Regions from separate parts of the Mus musculus genome. Here region 2 is linked to region 1. The links are chromatin contacts, called in public HiChIP or PLAC-seq maps. All regions are on one chromosome and are shown on one strand. The core of a region is the stretch at or near the end of the contact, and the rest is flanking DNA. Distances in the headings are between cores, read along the strand shown. Region 1 holds the start of Dhx35 (DEAH (Asp-Glu-Ala-His) box polypeptide 35). Region 2 holds the start of Plcg1 (phospholipase C, gamma 1).

Region 1 (7,619 bases), core at 3,048-5,547:
CCACTGAGCCATCTCTCCAGCCCTACAGCACAATTCTTACCATGAATCAAGTGGGGGAAAAATCCTCAAGCAGCTCAATAAAGCTTTTGCAAGGCACAAGGACAGCCACCATTAAATACTTACTGAGTGAGAAAATGAAAAGGGACAGGCCCCTCTGACCCATGTGTGTCAGAGAATAAAGTGAACATTCTTTTCTGGGAAAACCTCAGGCAGAACACACAAGACCAGTATACCACACTACTAAGTTAGAGATCACAAACCAGTCATTTAAGCTCTCCATTTACACTATGACTAAACAGTTTTAAGTGGTTACTGTCTTGTTGACTTGTGATGGGGAGATGGTTCTTGTCAGTTTGGTCTTAGTAGACCGGGTCTTGCTGTGTACCTCAGGATAGCCTGAAATTCACTACAAATTCCAGGCTAACCTTGAGCTTTCAATTCTCCTGCCTCAGGCCTCCCAAGTGTTGGAAATACAGGCATGTACCACTACACTCAGAAAAATATGTCAGGCTGGAGAGATGGCTCATGGGTTAAGAGCACTGTCTGCTCTTCCAGAGGTCCTGAGTTCAATTCCCAGTAACACATGGTGGCTCTCAACCATGTAACAGGATCTGATTCCCTCTTCTGAAGATAACTACAGTGTACTCATATACATAAAGTAAGTAAATAATTATTTTAAAAAGGGAGGGCTAGAGAGATGGCTCAGTGATTAAGAGAACTGACTTCTCTTCCAGAGGACCTGAGTTCAATTCCCAGCAACCAAATGATGGCTCATAACCAGATAAATAAATAAGTAAATAAATAAATCTTTAAGAAAAATATTTCTTTTTTTGTTTTGTTTTTAAAGATTTATGTATTTTATGTGTATGAGTACACTGTAGCTGCAGTCACACCAGAAGAGGACGTCGGATCCCATTACAGATGGTTGTTAACCACCGTGTGGTTGCTGGGAGTTGAACTCAGGACCCCTGGAAGAGCAGTCAGTGCTCTTAACCACTGAGCCATCTCTCCAGACCCAAGAAAAATATTTCATTTAAAACATCAATCAAATTTTTCCCATTTGAGAGCCAAGTTTGGCCAAGGGTCTGTAATCCCAGCTACTCAGAAGCCTACCACAGGAGGATCACAAGGTTAGAGCCTGCCTAGGCTAAGAGGAAGACCCTGTCTTAAAAAAAAAAATCAACAACTCTGAGCCCATACAACAACAGTCAAGCTGAGTGTGGTAATGCATATGGAAGTTCCAGTGTATACGTCTCTCCAGTATACACAACCCTCAGTCCACCACATATTAGTCCATTACACACCTTCCTTATGCAGTTTGCCTAAAAGGCCCCTGTAGTTATCAGGACATGCCTGTGATTCCAAGATCTGACCTTACACTTAGCTCCAACCACCTCCCTGACCTGCATTTCCCACAACCCATTTCATCTGGAACTTTTTGCTCCTCTGTGAGAATACCAACTCATCACAGAGATGTTATTACGAGCTGATAAGATGCTGTAAGTGAAAGTGAATTCCCAGGGTTCCGGACTCACTGGAGCTACTCAAATCTCAGTGAATGAAAGCTGTATACCTGGGCCCCAAAAAGTGGATCCCCAACTTTGAGGCATGCTAGAAGCCCCCCAAATGTTTAAAAATACTGCTACCTAGTTCCTGATTTTTTGACAATAATAACAAAAGGATTGATTTTTTTTTTTAAATTTTCCAAGTGATTCAACAATACAGCAAAATTTGAAACCCACTTACCTAGGCCATCACCCCATCAAGGCCCCACTGAACTAGGCAGTCACCCTGTCCAGAACACAAGATTATCACTGTCTTTACTTTCTCTTCTCTTTACCTCTAAGGTATCTAACGGGCCCCTCCTGTCAGCTCCCAGGCTAGACCTGAGGTTCAACATCCATCCTGGATTTTAGTAGCAACCTCTCTTAGAGTAGCCTTCTTAACCATATCACTGCTGGGGTTAAAGCAGGGAAACCTTTTTTTTTAAATTTACCTGTAGTGAGTGTGTGTGTGTGTGTGTGAGAGAGAGAGAGAGAGAGAGAGAGAGAGAGAGCGAGCAAGCACATGTATGGAGATCAAAGGACAATTTTGTGGAGTCGCTCTATCCACCATTACATGACTTATGAGGATCAAGCTGGTGCCCTAAGGCTCTCACAGAGAGCACCCTTGCCTCTGAGCCATCTCACTGGCCCAGAAGCTCAGATTCTTTAACTCTTGAAAGACATTTCAAGATGAAGTCCCTTCCTACCTTTCCAGCACCATCTCCTGCCACACCCCAAATATACCCACATATACCATCACAGTACTCCATACTGGGGGTTTGGGGACATCCTTAATACACAAATCCTTTCAATGGCCTGGAGAGCCATTCTCTACCTCACCATAAACAAGCCATAACAAACTTGTTTCAGCGCTCAGTGTTCGCTCCAAAACCATTACCATCTCTACGACGCAGCCAATTCTTCACACTGCACTTTCCCTCCCTCTCCTATACCTTAATACAATTATAATAGCTGTGTACCTAGCACCACGGGTGTTTTGTGCATTGTCTCATTTAATCCTCACAGCAATCCTATTATGACAAATGACCGATAAGGAAGCAGAGACTTGGAGCACTTGTGTGGCTCTGCAAGTCACCCAGGCAGGGAAGGCACTGCAGTCCAGTACTTGAGGCCATCTTCCTTACAGCACCCCTCTGCCTTGCTTAGCATTCTTCTCATGGACACGTAACTTGGAGAGCACACCTTGAGAGCTGAGCCCAGGCATGTACGTGTTCACGACCTGACTGACGACAGAAGTGTACTCTCGATACAGTAATGGACTAAACAATGGGACAGACTTGTAGAACAGTTCAGAACAGTTCCAGGTTCTTTAACCAAAATGGTACCCGGGTCTGAGTTTTGGCAATTTATCCAAGCCTCTATTAGACTTAACTCTTTGGTCTGCTGGTTAACTCTTGAATAAGTTGGTAACTCATTACTTACTGGGGTGGACAATCAGCTGATGCCTGAAAATGCTGAGTCATGAAAGTGACAAACGAGAGAGTCAGGGTATGTCTTTGTGACCCTGGCTGTCCTGGAATATACACCAGACTGGCCTCAAATTCAAGAGATCCTCCTGCCTCTGCCTCCCAAGTGTTGGGATTACAGCCATGGACTACCATATCCAGTTCAGATTTAAAAAAAAAAAAATAATTATGTGTCACCTTCATGAGTTTATTTCTCTAACACTTAGGCACATGGTCAGATTTCCAGGGAGCATCTAAAACACTCTTTAAAAGCTGTCCCTTGTTGCCTTTTCTGTCTCAAACTATCATCATCACAATATAATGTATACACCCAGATCTTCTGGAGTGCAGGTAGAGGAGAAAAAAAGAAAATGTGTAAAAAAGTAAGGGCAGAGGCTGGTACCAGTTAAGAAACAGTGTTTTGGTTTAGCTTGGTTTGGTTTAGTTTATAAGAAAAGCGTGAACAAAAGGCGCATCCTACACAGATCATGGTCTGGTATTTCAACAAGAACCCGACCTGAGAAAATGCAAAAACAAAAGATGGTGACTTGTTAGCCTACAAAACAGGAAAAGTGACAGCCACTAGGAAGGAGGGCGTTCACTTTGTGGTAAACATTCAGAGTGGGCAAGACCTACCCTAAAACACTGGAATACATTTTCTCTTTTATGAGCCATTAAGTCGGACTACGTACTCCCCCTACTCCACGCCCACGGGACAGGTGTTCGTATTCCGCCCACTTCCCAGGTGAGGGGAGCGATGTTCTGAGGGATGGGGGCAGAGTTCAAGGTTCTCCATCTACTGATGCAAGGCAGAGAGGCAGCCTTGAACCTGGGCGCTCTGACTCCATAACCCAAGCTTCTAAGCCACTGAGCTGCACTGCCTCTCGAGCCCCAATGCTGCCCCAGGACTTCAGCAAGATACACACGGGCGCTTCAGGACTCTACATCTCAAGAGGTGCCGAGGAGGCTAAGAAACTCCAACAAGGTCACCCAGAGTTTCCGCCCAGCTTAGGGAGGCCTTTGACTTCCTCCGGACCACCGTGGGCTGCAGCATCCTTGCGCGCGGAGGAGTGGTGCCCAGCCCTCCCCCGGTCAGGCCCACGGGTGGGTCCCCAGGCCGAAAGTCATGTCCGGGCATCTACCCAGGCTCCCTGCCCTGCCTTACCCGGTTTCCAGAATTTCACTGGTCCCAAGGGCGCAGCCATGCTGGGGTGAAAGGTCACGAAGAAGACTCCGCCCCTCTAGACCCGCGCGAGTCCCTCCGGGCTCAAGGGGCGTGGCCCGCCAGCAGCCTCCGCGGGGGCTGCGGGGGGCGGGTAGAGCGAAAAGAAGCCACGCCTTCCGGCAACACCCCCCCCCCCCACTATGGATCACGTGATCGCAGCTCGCTTTGGCTTGCCTTTGAGGGCCTCTCCTTGGCCCACGTGATGCCGCGCGGCCATATTGTCTCTCGGATTGGCTGCTCTACCCTGCTTGGACACTCTGGGTTGCCACTAACTTCTAGGAATGCGCTGCTGTGTTCCCAGGCTGTCACTCACCAGCGTTAAGAGTGTGAGCAGAGGCTGGGTTTCCCCGGTGAACTGAGAGATGCTCGTGTTTACATGCTATCGCAGCTGCGTCTCTTTTAGTCTCCTATTTTCATACTGAGAGATAATAGCGGTAACGACCTCCTGCGTCTGATGATTCAGTTAATGCTGCTGTGTTCCCTGGAACTGTAGCTTCTTGTTTCCCAGGCGAGGGTGGGGCTGGGTAAACTGTAAATGAATAAACGCTGGATAAACAGAATGATGCTTATTATCAGCAAGTAAAGCCGAAATGATACAGGCAACTTGTGGTCTTCAGAGAAATGTCGCAAAGTGGGAACGCAGGAGCACATTGGGCCGGAAGATGAGACTAGAAATCAGATCAGTGAGGCCAGTGCATTCACCCAGTGTTCCCTCCAAGGCAACCGTTTATAAATCAAATGCTCTTTTTCTACCTCCCCATCCCCCACCCCCACCTCCCGCACATCAAGTCATTGCAGGACTAGGTGCATCCTCTCCCACTAAGACAAGACAAGTCAGCCCAGTTAGGGGAATGGGCTCTGCAGGCAGGCAACAGACTCGGGGATAGCCCCTGCTCCAGTTGTTGGGGGACTCTGCATCAGATACAGCCCATGCTCGCTCTTTGGTTGGTAGTTCAGTCCCTGAGAGCCCCCAAGGGTCCAGGTTAGTTGACTCTGGTGGTCTTCCTTTGGAGGCCCTGTCCTCTTCTGGGCCCTCAGTCCTTCCCCCAACTCTTCCACACACTCCTCCCCCACTCCCACCCCCATCCTCAAGCTCCATTTAATATTTGGCTGTGGGTCTCTGCATCTGTTTCCATCCTCTACTGGATGGAACAGTTGTGCTGGGCTCAAGGAAGCCACAAATTAAGAGGCTTTAAAATCTATACATTTTTAGAGCTCCAAAAGAAAATGCTTCATTCTTTGAGGGAAATGGCAAATTACGGAAAGCGTTGGAAACAAGTAACCCTGATTCAGAATCCTTAGCTTGCCCATCACCTGGCTGACATTTAAGCTCAGTTGTAAACTGAGCTTTAAAGAAGTGTTAAAGGAGATGAGGGGCAGAGGACCTAACACAGTGCAAGACACTGCAGGCACTAGGTCGGAATCGGCTCTCATTAGCTCAACTGCCAGGGCAAATATACCACACGAGCAAAATCTGAGTTTATGTCACGTTCGTTTCTAGATTTGATTTGTTTCCTTAATAATTAAATGAAGTTCAGCACATGCTAATCCTTCTGTGGAGAATGCTTCACCCCTGCTTTAGATCCTTGAAGGAGCAGCTCCAAGACCTCTCTCCTTCCACTATCAAACATTCCCCCTGTAGAGTAGGACTTGCAAGCCGATTTTACCCTAAGACTTGTGCAATTGAACTAAAGTTAATCTGCCTCTCTTTTTATGCTGGGAATTCCTTTTTTAAAATAATTTTATGTATATGATTTTGCCTACATGTAGGTGTATTTTTTTATATTTTCATTAAAGTCCTTCATATAGAAAATAACATTTATACATGAAAAACGCCTTTGTAGCCAGGCGGTAGTGGTGCACGCCTCTAATCCCAGCACTTGGGAGGCAGAGGATGGTGGATTTCTGAGTTCGAGGCCAGCCTGATCTACAGAGTGAGTTCCAGGACAGCCAGGGCTATACAGAGAAACCCTGTCTCAAAAAAACTAAAACAAGAAAGAAAGAAAAATGCCTTTGTAGACATTATGGATGCAAGTGGTAGAAAACCAATATCAGGTCAGTAGAAATGCTTCGTGCAGCAGGCGTGGTGACTTGCACCTGTAACCCTAGCACTGGGAAAGCTAAGGCAGGAGGATCCCCAAGAGTTTATGGCCAGGTTGGGGCTACATAATGAGATCCAGGCCAGCATGGGCTACAGGGTGAGACTAGCATAATGAATAAAAGTAGTTCATAGATATTAAAAAGTCTATGAGTATCTGACCGAAAGACATCAGGACATGTGACATAGCCAGAACTCTGTGTTCTGCTGCCTTCTCTCTCAGGTGTAATGGGGTGACAAGATAGCCAAATCAATGTCTCAAATCTTTTTAGCATCAGACATTTCAAAAGAAAATTCTCTGGTAAAGCCATCTCTATCTGCCCTGTGTATCCATCCCTGAATCAATCAGTGGTGCGAGAGAATATGATGGACTGATTTGCTGAGGACTAGATCACATGTCCCAGCCCCAGGGCCAAGTCCAGCCAGCCTCACTAGAACCACAAAGAGCACTGGAGACAGGATGGCTCCTCACAAATCTTGGCACGTTTATCTAAGGATTAATGAACGAGGCTAAAATGATCTGTCTACTGCACCCAATCATATATCCTTGCACTACAGCAGCTAGCTCTTAAAGAAACCAGACCAGACAGATGTCCCCTAAAGAGATGGTTCATAGAACTGCTTTCCACAATTGTGCTGTGCCAGGATTTCCTGTTGAGAATCCAAGGTGGGCCTTCTGCAGTTGTGGTCCCACAGACAACTGTGCCAGTGTTGGCTTTGTACACCCGTGATGATGTTCACATTCATATTGCCATAAGCAAAAGTGTTCACCCACTTTAGGGATCTGAGTGCAGAGTTGTGAAGAGATCCACAGGAAAGACACTCAGCAGATAACCACAGGAAACTGTATTGTGCTGTGTGCTGGGTAGTCATGTGTCAACTTGATACGAGCTAGAGAGCGAACTTCAATTGAGAGAATGCCTCAATAAGATCTGGCTGTAAGGCATTTTCTTAATTACTGATTGGTGGGGAGGGGCCCAGCCTATTGTGGGTGGTGCCACACCTGGGCCGGTGGTTCTGGGTTCTATAAGAAAGTCAGGAGGAGCAAGCCAGTAAGCAGCACACCTACATGACCTCTCCATCAGCTCCTGCCTCCAGGTTCCTGCCCTGCTTGAGTTTCTGTCCTGACTTCCTTTGATGATGAACAATGATATGGAAGTGTAAGCCACATAAACCCTTTCCTCCCCACATTGCTTTGGTCATGGTGCCTCATTACAGCAAGAGAAACCTTAAGTCACGATGGCTTCAGTAGCCTGTGGTTCTGGGGAGCCAGATGGGTTGGGAAG
Region 2 (7,619 bases), core at 2,902-5,401, 1.9 Mb before region 1:
CAGCCCTTTCTTCTCATCACTGCATTCTGGTCTTGTCTCCTCCACAAGTCAAATAAGGGGTGTACAAACAATATTTACTGAACAAATAAATGCACATAATTGCAAAGAGCCACATGAAGCAATGTGATCAAGCTCTCTAAACTCCAACTCAAGTCTATGTGCATCTATGCAGACCTTCCCCTTCCAGACACAAAGTCCCAGGGAGAAGCTGGGGTGTTGGGCTTCCTGGTACTGTGTTTGCTCATCTCTGCTAGTCATTTATGAAGCAGGTTCAGGGGACCCGAAAACTTTCACAGCAGGCAAGCCAGAGGTGCCAAGAAAACACTAAGAGGTCTAACTTCCCCTGGAAAAATGATAGTCAAAGAGGAAGCACATGGCGGGAATGGCTGGCTCTGGAGATCCAGGCGCATGCTTTCTGCTGCTCTCTCACTGTGGGCCAGCAAAAAGGAATCCTTGAGGGACATGTGCAGACAATTCTTAGGTGCCACGGACCTACTCTCAGAGCCAGCCCCTTGGTACTGCAATCCTCACCACAATAACAACATAGCTTTAGAGTCTCTACTGGAGCTACTATGCCAACAGTGGTCCTTAACTGGACAACCTCACGAAGAATAGGTCTGAGCCATCTCACTACAGGCATTACATATGGAAAGCCTAGGAAGGCGTCTTTGATGAAGATGGAGGTCTCTGCCTGTAAATACCACCTAAACATGGAGGTTTCTCTTCACAAGGGGCAACAAAGGCTACAGAAAACAGGAGACCAAGGCCTACCACCAACACAACCTGGGAGCAGAGTCCTCTGAGGACTAGCCTGCAGTCAGAGTGAAAAGTCTGTTTAGCACTGGGCAGGAAGTCTATGGCTGCTTTTAACTCACTAAATTCTGCAACATAAATGCCAGACACCAGCCTGACTTCAGTCACACAACCAAACAGCACCAAAGCACTTCTCAAGTAGACCGCTGCCTTAGACATCAGAAGGTGCTAACTAGTTTCACAAGTGTCACAGTGAGAGAACTCAAGATTTAGGAAATGGCAGTCAGCCTGTCCTTCTGTTCCGTGAGCACCCTGAGGGCAGACAGCGGCAGTCTTTCTCTCTGGCCTGGCTTCAGGTAGGGATAAGGTTATCAGCAAAAAGTCAAATACCTGAGGCATCTGAACAAGAGACCAGACAGTAGGGGACCCAGCTGGCAACTCAATCCTTTTCACAATCTGCAGGAGGCTGCAGGTTTGGGAACCCACAAAGGCAGTGAGGTGCATTCCAGCAGAAGTGGGGCAGGGCTTCGGTGGTGGGCTCCATTTACAAGGTATGAAGTCCACACAGGCTAGTCTGCAGCCTTCATTCTGGACCCCAAAAATCACAGGGTCGGGCCCAATGAAAACATGCATATCTCTGGGTGACTTTTGTGGGTCTGGAAAGGTGACGTCCTCTGTATTCCTGCCACCCATCCTCAAAGACCCAAGTGAGACAAAACGGACTGGATGGTTCTGTCTCTAAGTCCCTTCTTTCTGTCCAGGCCCCAACTCACAATGACATCCAATGTACAAAATTCCAAACATAGAAACTCATCTTACATGACAGGTGAACAGAAGGGTAAACGATGTACGGCAAAACAAGAGTTTCCTCTTTTTTCCTGGGTAATGAATTAAGGAGAACGGGACCCTCTCTCGGCCCTCCTCCCTCAGAGCCCTTTCTTTTTCTAACAGCCACATTAGACCTCCCTCAGAAGCCCCATCCCAGGGTCTAGGAGGACAAGCATCTACCATAGCTACTGCTACTAATAACTGGTTCTTAAACTTCTGTAACGTCTCTGCTCGCATCTATTACATATTTAGTTTGCTTACTTTACACCAACTATCTCACTTCCAAAAGTGACCATTTATAGTAAATATACTTCTTCTAACTTACAGAGGAACCGAGGCTCCGAGAGGGAAAGCACCTGGCTGGGTGACGTACAGCTAACACACTGGCTTCAAATACCATAGCTATCTTCCACTACTGGGCTACACACACGGTTTACAGTGCAGCTGTTACCAAGAGCTAGCTACCGGGGAACTAATGCCACCACTTAAACACAGGAAATACTACAAACGTAAAATGCCATGCCTGCAACCTGATGTCTGAGTGATGTCTCAGGACTACCGGAACTGTCTGCAGTTCCATCCCCCAACACTGAAAATCACTGAAATGTTCTTCCAGCGGAGGCCAGGGCTGATGGGCACTGGTGATGGTTAAGGGCCAATTCTGTCAGACCTGAAGTTTGTAGTTGAGGATGGCTGTCTTACCACAGAAACCTTCCTTCCTCCTCATCTCCTCACCCATCGACACACATGTACACCATCCCCAGGAAGATCTGTGGGACCTTCTCTCCGTTGTTACTTCCTGACACCACCCCCCCTTCTCTAACACAGACCTGGCTCTTAGGCTAGGTCCCTTCAACCATAGACTCTTTGGGGGTTCTTGTAAGAAACATCTCAAAGCCTGGAGTTGCAAAGACTCCTCATCCTGCCTCACACCGAGGAAAATGACTATCAGAAAGAGCCGAGGTTTCTCAAAACTCCTGACTTACTTCTCCCACCAGAGACTTGTGTGTAAACCCACCACACTCAGGTCTGGGAAGGCTACGACAGGAAACCAGAGGAGCAACTCTGGGCTACCCTGTGGTCACGAGAACATCCAACACAAAGGGCTGGACCTCAAAACCCAAGGCCAGGGAACCTTTCTGAATGCAAGCTCCTTGTTATATGCTGCAAGGGCAAAGGAGCCCTGGCTCTAGCTTTGGATGGCTGCCTAGCACCATGGACCTCCAAAATTCAGATCTGGGGCAAAAAAAAAAAAAAAAAAAAAAACCATCCACGGGACATGGGGAGGGGGAAGCAGTCACGGTTTTAGCTTTCATACCCCATCCTCCCAAAGAAGAGGGAGATGAGTAGGCCCGCTCTGCTCCACAACCAGCCCTACCCCAACATCTGCCTAAGTTCTACATGAGGATTCCAAAGGTTCTTGCGCCAATAAGCCCATCCCGGAGCTCTTAGGAGTTTTCACAGACAGCACACTCTGGAGAAATGGCAGTGGGCAGGAAGATCTTGTCGGTTCCCCAGGTTCTCAGGTTGGATGAGGGGGTCCCTGTCTTGGCTTCCCCTCACAGCCACTGACAGCCGCCCGATGCTAAGGGCCGGAATCCCACTCCACTTGTCCAACCAGTGAGGACTCTTAGGCCTCAGGGCAAAGTGCCTGGAACACTCCCCCCCTACTGGGGGAGGGGGTGTCCTATCAGGTGATCCAAGACCCGGATGCCCCCCTCCACCCGCCCCAGAGTGACCACCAGGGACTGGGCGGAGACGGGGCGCCAGGCGCGAGGCCCGAAAGTTTGCCCAAGTGTTTGGGAGGCGGGCAGGCGCGAGGCAGGCCGGAGTGGGGCGCACTTACTGGACCCCTCGATTTTGTCCGCGCCGCGGCTCCATGTGATCTGGCGCGTCTCCAACTTGACCTGGAAGGTCTTCCGTTCTGGCCGCTGCGACTTCTTGGAGTAGAACAAAGTCATGACGGTGCCCACCTCGAGGCTGCGGCAGAGGTGCAGCACCTCGGCTTCGGAGGGTGCGCCAGGCCCGCAGCCGTTGGCGCAGGGGGTCGCGACGCCCGCCATGCTGCAGCGACCTCGGCGACGCAAGCCGGCGGGCCCGGAGCGGCGGAGGCGGAGGCGGTGGCGGCGGCCGGGGAGGCGAGCGGGACCCGGTGGCAGCTCCTGCGGGCGGACGCGGGGCGGGGACTGAGCGCGGGGGCGGGGCGGGGTGAGGCTCCGCCCTCAGCGCGCCGGGAACAAAGACGCTCCTGGGGACGACCCCCGCCCACCGCCGCGCCTGCGCCCCGCAACCCGGGGCAGGCCGCAGCGGGCGGACCTGGACACCTCGGTTCGGCCGAGCTTTCCCCGCGCAGGCCTGACACAACGCGGGGCACGGCCGCCCGTCACGCACGCAACCCCGCCCACAGGCTGCGGCCCGTCGGTCCGACGCGCGCACGGGCCTCCGGCCCACACGGGACCCGCCGCGGCAGTGTGCACGCCTCCCAGGGAGCGAGGGGGCTGCGCGACCCCCAGCCCTCCCGCCGAACCCGGTTACCTGGCAAGGCTGCCGGGCGGAGGGAGCCGCGCCAGCCTGGCCTCCTCACACCCGCGGTGGCGGCGGGGGCGGGCCCTCCGCGCACCCTCTCCGGGGAGGGGCGCACTCGTGGATTGGCTAACAGGCCGTGAGTGACAGCACGCCTGCCACGCCCCCTCTGCGCAGACGTCTTTTGCAAGGGCTTGAGCAGACAGACGGGTTCTAGGGTGGCCTTGGAGTGTGGCCTCTGGGGAGGGGGCCACGCAGGTGTGGGCAGGGCCCTCAGACTCTCGGACGCGGGTCCGGTGGCCTTCGAGGCCTCTCGCGTGGTCCGCTGCCCTCCTCACGCTCCGCCCGCGCCCTACCTGCACTTAGTCTCCGAAGCTCTGGTTTGTCCTCTGCCTCATTTTCCTCTGGACTCAGTGCTGGGCCAGTTGCAGGGTGGCTTCCCCTCTGCGCAGACACAGGTGACCCCAATCCTGGGTCTCCCCTGACCTCCCGACCCAGGCATCTCGTCATCTGCGCCACAGCCTTGCTTGCCATCCTCATCACATGGCCCCTTTCACCCGCTACACCTTCTCTATATGGCAGTGAACTCCTGAATTTGGAAGACCCCACACCTTGCAAGAACCTTTTTTCTTCTCTCCCTCATCCCTAAGTAATCCACTGAGGCTCTTCCCTCCTGCCTTTGGGGCTCTCTCCACTCTACGCACGATCCTGAGGACCCCTCTTCTCTCTGTGTACACTATCCTCTTGGGTCTTGCCTGCATCTGAGCTTCAGAATTTACCACTAAAGCCTTTGAAATTGCGTACGTGAATTCCCACTGTGCTTCAAATCAGCACAGCTTCGTGGCCCAGCAGTCCTGTCTTGCCTTCCCCTATCTCTCCTGCTTCATCCCTCACCGCGGACTTTGCCTCTATTCTCCAGACATGACACCTGTCTGTGACTGTTAAATAACTTAAAATCAATCTTCCAAAAGCCGTTCTCTGAACAGCACGGGTAAACCCGAGGGCATCCCTTGATCCTGCCGTCTGGCCAATGATGAGCAGACAGTTAGTTGGACAGCTACCCTGCAGCTCTGGACAGCATCTGCATTTCAGAGGTGAGAAGTCCCACACAACATCCCCTTGCAGGAAAGCTCCCCTGGGATTCCTGAGACTAGAATTTGTGATGTATGGGTTTGGACAACCCACCCACCTGGGCCACCTTCGCTTTGCCAGGCAAATAGTGACAGATGCGCTATTTCCCTTGAGGGTGGTCTCAAGAACGTCCGAATTCTGTATACCACTGAGGAACTTTGTCCTGAGGGACTGGGGAGTTGAGATAGACTGACTGCCACCTAGTGACAGGCCTCTGATGTAGGCGGAAACTGGACTTGAGGTTGGCTTGCACAACTCATGATCCTAATTATCTTCTAATCAAGGTTTCAGAGCCCCGTGACTTGAAGTCAGGCTATGTAATAAGTGGGAAGCTGAGTGTCTGTGTTCCACAAGAGAGCCCACTGGGTGAGAGGTAATCCTGGTGGCCATTGGCTAGCTGGCCAATCATTAAGTAAGAGGAGCTGTGTCTTATGTCTGTAGGACTTCAAGAGAGGCCAAATGGTGTAAAGAGATGGACATATGTATTTTGAAGGGAAGGCTGGAGGAAAGTACTTTCCAGGTATGAATAACAGCATGTGCAAAGGCCCTGGGGTTTTTACTCAGTGGAGGGGAATGGCCAGCCAGGATGATTAGACAGAGAGGGCAGATGGAGCTGAACAGGGCCTTTCCCTGCCTGCCTGGTCTGGCCGGTTCTCTCAGGAGACACCCTCTTAAAATGTTGTAATCGTTGTTGAGCTTTCTGTGCCAACTCCAGCAGCCTAGAGGCTACAGTATGCTTTAAAATTCTATTTTCTGGGAGCTTCCTTGTGTTCAGCCCAAACCTTTTTTGCTTTTGTGTCTGTAACAAGACCCCACCCCCACCCCCAGGGGCTCCATGATTTTCTTCCAACAGCAATTTGTTTGCCAGGCCTATAATTGGGAAACAGGGCCTCATTTCCTCTTCCTAGCTTCCTAGGCCTTAGGTGTCTCCTTCTACCCAAGGAAGTTTGGGAAAAGTAGGGCACACACAGGGTGTAGCCAGTATGGGCTTCCCCCAGCTCAGCATATATAAGGATGTGTAGGTGTCACTGGTAATGTATATACATTTGTGCTGTCTGGGAGGTGCTCTAGCCCCCACACAAGGCACTTGCCTGTGACGTCACCCCGACTAGCCCAGATTGGGGCTTATTTCAGGCAACACTCATGCTTCAACCTTAGCTTATACCAAGCCTGTTCCTGGAGTCAAGGAAAGACTGCCCAGCTGCCCCTCTGGCCTGTGGGCCTGATCTCATATTGCGTTTAATAACTACTTAGAACAGTGGTAAGCATATTGTGAGCTTCTTCTTTTTTTTAATTTATTTTTTATTAGGTATTTTCCTCGTTTACATTTTCAATGCTATCCCAAAAGTCCCCCATACCCACCCCCCAATCCCCTACACACCCACTCCCCCTTTTTGGCCCTGGGGTTCCCCTGTACTGGGGCATATAAAGTTTGCAAGTCCAATGGGCCTCTCTTTGCAGTGATGGCTGACTAGGCCATCTTTTGATACATATGCAGCTAGAGACAAGAGCTCCGGGGTACTGGTTAGTTCATATTGTTGTTCCACCTATAGGGTTGCAGATCCCTTTAGCTCCTTGGGTACTTTCTCTAGCTCCTCCATTGGGGGCCGTGTGATCCATCCAATAGCTGACTGTGATCATCCACTTCTGTGTTTGCTAGGCCCCGGCATAGTCTCACAAGAGACAGCTATATCTGGGTCCTTTCAGCAAAATCTTGCTAGTGTATGCAATGGTGTCAACGTTTGGAAGCTGATTATGGGATGGGTCCCTGCATATGGCAATCACTAGATGGTCCATCCTTTCGTCGCAGCTCCAAATTTTGTCTCTGTAACTCCTTCCATGAGTGTTTTGTTCCCATTTCTAAGAAGGGGCAAAGTGTCCACACTTTGGTCTTCGTTCTTCTTGAATTTCATGCGTTTAGCAAATTGTATCTTATATCTTGGGTATCCTAAGTGAGCTTCTTTATTTACAGTTACCATGTGGGTCCTAGAGATAGAATTCGGGCCATCAGGTTTAACAGCAAGTACCTTTACCCACAGAACTACCTCACTTTCTCTGTTTTCTGTTTTTAGTTATTTTGTACAAGTTTGTCAAAGCCAGGCTCATCTTGAGTTTAGCTATTCTCCTGACTCAGCAACTCAGCCTTGCTGGGATTAAAAATGTGAGCTACTGTGCTTCCCGGCTAGGTCGGAATTTGTTTTAGGGTGCTGTCTCTGATAGGTTAGTGGGTAGAATACTTTTTAGGGAGCAGCCCTAAGGTCAGCATTGTGGAAGCAACAGGAAGGAGATGGGAGTGCGAACAGCCTCAGACAACTTCCAGGGAACTGTGTTGTGCAGTGCTATCCTGGAATGGATGTTCATTGTTCTGCAAAACGTTCATCCTC

What was found. HiChIP or PLAC-seq counts read pairs in DNA pulled down with a chosen protein or histone mark.
Region 2: an H3K27ac HiChIP or PLAC-seq map of embryonic stem cells shows a contact between it and region 1, with 13 times the contacts expected there. The contact joins the promoter of Plcg1 here to the promoter of Dhx35 in region 1. A contact is called at or near these places in 13 of 39 promoter capture datasets (the 3T3-L1 cell line, 3T3-L1-derived adipocytes, cranial neural crest and 8 more), 1 of 484 Hi-C or Micro-C datasets (embryonic stem cells), 15 of 115 datasets of contacts at active chromatin or transcription factors (VIP interneurons, astrocytes, embryonic forebrain and 8 more) and 3 of 9 other capture datasets (adipose tissue, liver and macrophages).

The regions. Positions count from the first base shown.
Region 1 is chr2:158,791,485-158,799,103 of GRCm38.p6, reverse strand. It overlaps Dhx35 (DEAH (Asp-Glu-Ala-His) box polypeptide 35), which reads right to left and starts at 4,297. Exons shown (of 22, transcript NM_001372513.1): 1 at 4,176-4,297. The coding sequence starts at 4,215.
Region 2 is chr2:160,727,842-160,735,460 of GRCm38.p6, reverse strand. Plcg1 (phospholipase C, gamma 1) reads right to left here and starts at 4,151. Exons shown (of 34, transcript NM_021280.3): 1 at 4,117-4,151; 2 at 3,428-3,743. The coding sequence starts at 3,644. Gm52567 (a long non-coding RNA gene) reads left to right here and starts at 4,714. Exons shown (of 2, transcript XR_003954082.1): 1 at 4,714-5,755.